Regions from separate parts of the Hordeum vulgare genome. Here region 1 is linked to region 2. A link is a contact called in public Hi-C data. All regions are on one chromosome and are shown on one strand. Each heading gives the region's core, a stretch centred on a gene start, on an enhancer-like site or on the middle of the called end of the contact. The rest is flanking DNA. Distances are from core to core; before and after follow the strand shown. Region 1 holds the start of LOC123398216 (programmed cell death protein 2-like). Region 2 holds the start of LOC123398825 (beta-galactosidase 15).

What was found. A called contact is a pair of places that touch in the nucleus more often than the background predicts.
Region 1: a Hi-C map of leaf shows a contact between it and region 2, with 4 times the contacts expected there. The contact joins the promoter of LOC123398216 here to the promoter of LOC123398825 in region 2. A contact is called at or near these places in 4 of 6 Hi-C or Micro-C datasets (leaf and seedling).

The regions. Positions count from the first base shown.
Region 1 is chr5H:317,989,679-317,992,890 of MorexV3_pseudomolecules_assembly, reverse strand. It overlaps LOC123398216 (programmed cell death protein 2-like), which reads left to right and starts at 1,734. Exons shown (of 8, transcript XM_045092713.1): 1 at 1,734-1,818; 2 at 2,082-2,179; 3 at 2,289-2,379; 4 at 2,457-2,611; 5 at 2,693-2,760. The coding sequence starts at 1,800. LOC123398218 (a long non-coding RNA gene) reads left to right here and starts at 582. Exons shown (of 3, transcript XR_006610111.1): 1 at 582-763; 2 at 932-1,235; 3 at 1,339-1,422.
Region 2 is chr5H:317,478,534-317,481,792 of MorexV3_pseudomolecules_assembly, reverse strand. LOC123398825 (beta-galactosidase 15) reads left to right here and starts at 1,942. Exons shown (of 19, transcript XM_045093273.1): 1 at 1,942-2,336; 2 at 2,892-2,987; 3 at 3,070-3,182. The coding sequence starts at 2,088.

The DNA.
Region 1 (3,212 bases), core at 485-2,984, 510 kb before region 2:
AGAAAAAAAGTTCATAGAATTTCATAAAAATTTAGATTTGCGAAATAGTTCAATGAATATAAAAAAGTTCACCAATTTTTTAAATATGTTTATGTGTTTCAATAAGTTCACATAATTCGAAAACAAATCTTTGATTTTCAAAAAATTTCATTGATTTTGAAAAAAAGTCATCAATATTTTTAAGAAAATCATTAATTTTGGAAAAAGTTCACATATTTAAATTATATTCAACGATTTTCAAAAAAGTACATTAATTTCGAAAAAAAGTTTATTGATTTTCAAAAAATTCACCGATTTTGAAACAAATTCATTGATTTAGAAAAAAGTTCACGGACTAAAACACAGATCGGTTCTCTAAATGGGCCGGCCCATGGTGGAGCGCGGCAGGCTCCGGTTAGCAAAATGTTCCTTTAACCGACGCCTGTGGCGCTAAATAGGGTTTCCCGTGTACGCGTTGCGGTGCAGGTCGGTCGTTACATGTAAGTTGGGCCGTCCATAAATACATTTTCGAACGGGCGTTATGTCTCGGCCCAATTTATAACCTTATTAACTGCCTCTCTCTGGAACCCTAGGCTTCTCTCTTCACCCGACCAGCGCGGCCGCTCGCCACTGAGCAATGCCAGCAAGAATGGAGCCACCTCGTTCTGATTGTTAAGATATTAGCCTGCTGCGATTGTTAAAATAGTGAATTCTTTTCAGTTGGCTCCGAGTAATAACCCAAAATCGTCCGTTCTTTTCCCGTGACTCGGCCTCATATGCATAGGTTAGAGAACAGCCCAGGGTGGGGTTGGAGTTTGTTTACATAATGTTAGTGTCAATCTCTCGATTTACTTGCTGTTGTCTTTTGCAGCTCAAAGGTCCTTGCAGAAATCTCATGAGATTTGCCGTGTGATAATTTTTCTCATTCTTATTTTTCTTCTTCTTTTATCAGCTAGGTTGCCGACGTTCACCCTCTCCAGTGTCAATTGCCCTGCTGCCAAGTGCCAGGAAACATGGAAGTTTGCAGCAGCAAGCTTCAAAATCTTGACATAACCTCAGATGTGCCCCGAAAGATGCACGATGACACCAAGGAGGAAACAGACCCCGACGCCATATTTGAAAGGGACTACCTAGAAGATGATTATGAGGAATTGGAGCCTGAAGTGACCTTAGGTGTCTTGCGGAAACCAAAGGAACCCGGACACTTGCATTCTCTTCTCCCCCAACACTTTCCCAGTAAAGCTGGCGGTGCCCCGGTGCATACGACTACACTTTTGCTTCATATGTGCCATATCTGCCTTACGTCGTGTTGCCATTTGAACTGTTATTTAATTCTAGGAAACGTATTGCATGTTTCAGGCCTGGCTTGATCCTGTCAATTTGCCATCTGGAAAATCCAGTTGCTGTGACTTCTGTAGTGACCCACTGCGTTTTGTCCTGCAGGTTTGCTTCATTCCTAAAGCTTAACTTAGCCGGTTGTTTATGTCTAGGATTGCCAACAAAATTTGTTCACACGTGCAGCTCTACGCTCCAGATGGGTGGAAGGACACGACCTACCATCGCACATTTTTTGTGTTTATGTGTCCATCCATGTCATGCTTACAATTAGACCAGCGTGAGCAGGTGAAGGACAGGGCAGCAAATCCTAGAAGGAGGTATTGGTGGCATGCATAGCTGTTGATTGTCCTAGTGTGTTAGCCCAAAGTTTCACATTTCATGTCTTGATTGCTTGCGGTGAATTCTCCTGCAGTGTGAAGGTCTTCAGGTGCCAGCTGCCGAGAATTAATGCATTTTATACTGCTGAAGAACCTAAGGGATGCATGGGATCACAATGTTCAGGTGGTAGCTTTGCTTGCTTTAGTTTTACATGTTTGTGCAGTTGAAGCTGCAATTCTCCTTGTTTCAACTTCATTGCAAAACTAGCTTTTAAAGTTGTGCAGACAGCTACTGAGTATGCTACTGTATAGCACAAGTTTCCCGTTATATTATTGACAACTTCGTCTCCAAATTATGCACCGATTTACTTGTGTCTTTGAATTGGCGTACTGTATGTTAAGCAAGGCACTCAGTCGTGTATTTTGTCTTTCAAATATCTCTGTTAGCATACCATGCTCGGCTTTGTGATTGGTGTGGTACATGGAAAGGTGAAATTTTGTGCAGCCACTGTAGCGAAGCAAGCTACTGTTCTAGTAAGCATCAGGTACCAAACAGGTTCTCACCATATTTATTTAGCATTATCTGTTTACCTCTCCTGATTGAATACTGAAATATCTCTGTTTTGGTGGGATTCTCTCTGTAATGTTATTCAGGAATTGCATTGGAATGCTAGTCACAAGAACGATTGCTCTCAGATACCAGGTTGCAGGGAAAGGTTGTTTGAACTACCAGTCGAAGGGAAAGGTTGTTGCCTATTTCAGTGTTATTTAGGTCTTCGTCTTACCTCCCTTTTAATTTGTTGCCGTTTGGACGATTTGCAGCATTTCCTGGCCATGCATGGCCTGAATATGTGGTGGATCAGGAACCTGAGTCATCATGTCCGACTTGTTATGTCAAGGATAATTCAGAACTGATGGTGGTAGAAGGAGAAGTCGAACCAGATGCCATGATGCAGTTATTCATGGATCAGTTTGAGGTTTTGTTCGTCCTGGCCTATGCTGCCATATCTGTAATCAAATGCTAGTATTTATTTAGTACAATACCACAACTTGTGCAGGATGATGAGGACAATACACGCTGGGCATCTTTCATAGACCGTCTTTCAAGACAGCCTCAAGTCTTGAGGTGTGAATGAGTATCAACTTTTGTTTCTGTCTTTTTTGTTTGAGTGTGAATAAGTCTAGAATTTTGTTTGCTTAAATTGTGTTTTCCCTTTTGTATCGAGAAAACTTGAGTTAGGTCTTACTTTTGTGCCACGACTGCTATTGCACATGATGCACTGCCTCCACTACACTGAAGCAAACTATGTGGGTGCTGGTGTTCTGGTCATCATTAGGGTTTAGTGGGCCTTCTGGTTATTGTTTATACTACACTTCCGTGGCTTGTGTCTTTGCAACGGCAATGCATTTCTGCGGCTTTGCAACAAAAACAAAATAAACTGTTGCAACGTTAAAAATCTCAGTCCACAACAATGTAAAATCTTATTTTATCAATATCCACACCTCCCATGCATATCTTTATTCCACTAGTGGCTTGTGTCTCCTTGGCCATGACGAGGTGCTACACACTTGCGGAGC
Region 2 (3,259 bases), core at 693-3,192:
TAAACTCGTCGTTGTAGAAGTAGCCCAAACAAAGAACAAGACGATCATAATCTTCAAATCCAGACCCGAAGACAACGCAAGTAAACAAGACGACATCTTTACGAAGAAGAATGACAACGAAGTGCCACTGCCGTCCGATCCGGATAACCGGAGCAAAGGTTTTTGTGACGCTTGAAGAGGGGCTCAAATAATGATCATGACAACGCCTCCAAAAAAACATCCACAAATGTGGTCGCTGCCAGCATAGCATGCAGGGATTTCGTCTAGCAAAAGTCCGAACAATCCCAAAGCCGTCCATCAGATCAGCCTTAGAGCATCTCTAACAGCTGCCCTATATAGGGCAGTGTTGCAAAAAACCTGTCATATAGGGCAAAAAACGCCTAAAAACGGTCTCCAACAGCTGCCCTATCTTGGGCATTTGGCCAAAAAAATTAGGGCAGTGCCCTATATTTTGCCCAAGTGTTGTAAATATGGGGCAGCTAGCCAACTGCCCCAAATTTTCTGGCCACGCGCGCGCGCGTCCAACTGCCACCCGGAAGCTTCCCGCCCCGCCGCGCGCCAATAAAATCCCCACCCCGCCGCGCGCTGCCGCACCAAATTCGCCGCCGCCCGTCCACCTCCCGCCCCCGTTCCCCCTCCCCCCAATCGCCCCTCGCCGCCGCCGTTCCCCCTCTTCCGCCATGGCACCGCGCAGCCGCCCGAGCTCCGGCTTCTTTGGCGTGCAGGAGTGCCCCTTCAGCCGATTCGCGGCGGAGATCACCGCCGACGGAGTTCGGTGGTGGATAGGGACATTTGACTCCGCCGAGCTCGCCGCACGCGCGTACGACGCGGCGGCGATACGATTCGGCCGGCCGCGGCGGGACCTCAACTTCCCCGACATCGGCCGCGACTGCGCGCTGTGGCTGGCGCCGCCGCTGCACTTCGTCGACGTGACGGACGGGCACGAGCAGCGCCGCCAGCAGCGCCATGAGCGCGCGAACCTGCGGGGGGCGCAGATCGACGAGATCCGCATGGAGACGCTCTGCTGCGACCACCCCGAGCTCGTGCAGGCAGAGCTCGACTTCTTCGTCGGGCGGAAGAAGAAGAAGGCCGCCGCTGCCCGAGCCGACGGTGCGGGGCCGTCCGCTCCACCGCCGCCGCCGCCGAACCGCATCGATGTCGGGTCCTCGTCGTCGGAGCTCGGCTCCTCGTTCTGGGACACCACTGACGACGACTCTGACTCCGCCGCCGCCGTCCTCGACTAGACGCCGCCGCCGATTAGTTGTCGTTAGGTTAAAATTAGGTTTAATTTTATCGTCGTTCTGCTGTTCGTCTGTCGAACTTGTTCTTCAGTATCTGCTATCTGTCGAAATATAGCCGTATGAGTTTAAATTTCACGTTGAAGATGCATTTGGGGCAGCAGTTGGAGCAACGCACTATCCTATCTTGGGCTGCTGGTAAATCAACAGATGTTTCCCTGTCCTATACTGAGATTTTGGCTGCCTTATAATAAAAAATGGCTGTCCTATCTTGGGCAGCTGTTAGAGATGCTACTTTCATTCATTATATTAGTATAAGAGCAAGTACAATAAGGTACAGTCAGCAGGCTGTAAGGATTAAGATAATATATTTTTGCTGAGTTGGATGAGAGAGAAGAGGAGAGAAAAGGGAAGCGGGCTCTTCGTGAAGAGCCAGCTCTAGCACGTGCTCCTAGGTGTTTTGTGAGAATGAAAGATGGGCCATATATGATAAAAGTAGTACTATTTTATAGCTAACTATTGTACAAGCTAGCTATAAGATGGGCTATAAGAGTGCTTATAGCCAGCAGTTGGCTATACTATTAACCATGCTCTAAGCGTCTAAGCGACGTATCACAATCATTTCCCCGCGTAAAAGAACTCCAATCATTAATGCGTCGCGTGAGGGATCGGCAACTATTCCACCCAATTTCGAGCGTCGAAGACGCCATCTCGATCTGGCTATGCCCCGTTCATTGTGGTCTCAATCCGTTGTCCTAGTCAGAGCTTCCCTAAAACAAAACTATTTCCAAAATAAAAGGAAAAACCTCGCTTCATCCGTCGCTCTGTTTCTCTACTCTGCTTCTGGCCATGGCCGACTCGCCGCCGCCCTCGCGATTCGGCCCCCCCTTCCCCCTCTTCCTCCTCCTCGTCGTCGCCGGTTACTTCACCGCCTCAGCATTAGCGGCGGGGGAGCTGAGCCAGGTGGTGGGGAGGGGGACGGATGGCCCCTACTTCGAGCCGTTCAACGTGAGCTACGATCATCGCGCGGTGCGCATCGGCGGGCAGCGGAGGATGCTCGTCTCAGCGGGAGTGCACTACCCCCGCGCCACACCCGAGGTGAGGATGCCGTATGCGGCTTGTGCAAGGGCAGTGTCTGGTGCCACCGAAAAAAAGACAGTGTGTGGTGGAGTTGTTGGCATCGGGCGGAACCGGTTGTATTTTCCCCCTTTTATCGGAGCAAGTTCATTCCATTACTGAAAACCTGAGTATTTTTTCTTCATAGCACCGTGGATAACCATGGTTAGCTCCTCCATGAACTTCCTTGAAAGCTCGTTTGCGGTTAGCGAGTGGGATGGAATTGAAATTGACACTGGTGTGCGTGAGGGTATCGAGAGATTTTCACACCGGCTCTTCCAGAGGCATCTGGTTGGTGTGACCGTGCGAGACTGAGTTTCTTTTCTTTGAGTATGGACATCAGACCTTGGTACTAGTTTTCTTGTGATTCAAATAGCTGGATGCTGCATGAAGTGACATCGTCTCTGATGTAATTATTTGCTGAGCAATTTGGGTTACAGGAATAAGGATATTGCACCAGCATTGTTGTTTGCTTGTCCAGGAATACGGTGTCTGTCTTGCTTGTAGCTCTAACTAAACTCTTGCAAACTGTGCCAGATGTGGCCTAGTATAATTGCAAAGTGCAAGGAAGGTGGTGCAGATGTAATTGAGACATATGTCTTTTGGAATGGGCATGAACCAGCCAAAGGTCAGGTAATGTAGTTGCCCTTTATTCACTTCAGTTGTATGTATTTTGTCCTGATATATGAACTTATGCATCTTCCATTTTTCCCAGTATTACTTCGAAGACAGATTTGATCTTGTGAGATTTGTGAAGCTGGTTGCTGCTGAAGGCCTATTTTTTTTCCTTCGTATCGGCCCATATGCTTGTGCTGAATGGAATTTCGGGTCTGTTTATATCTTAATAGTCGACTTTCGAAATATCTTGATCACATCCGTACTAATTACTAGAGTTTTCAGTTGAG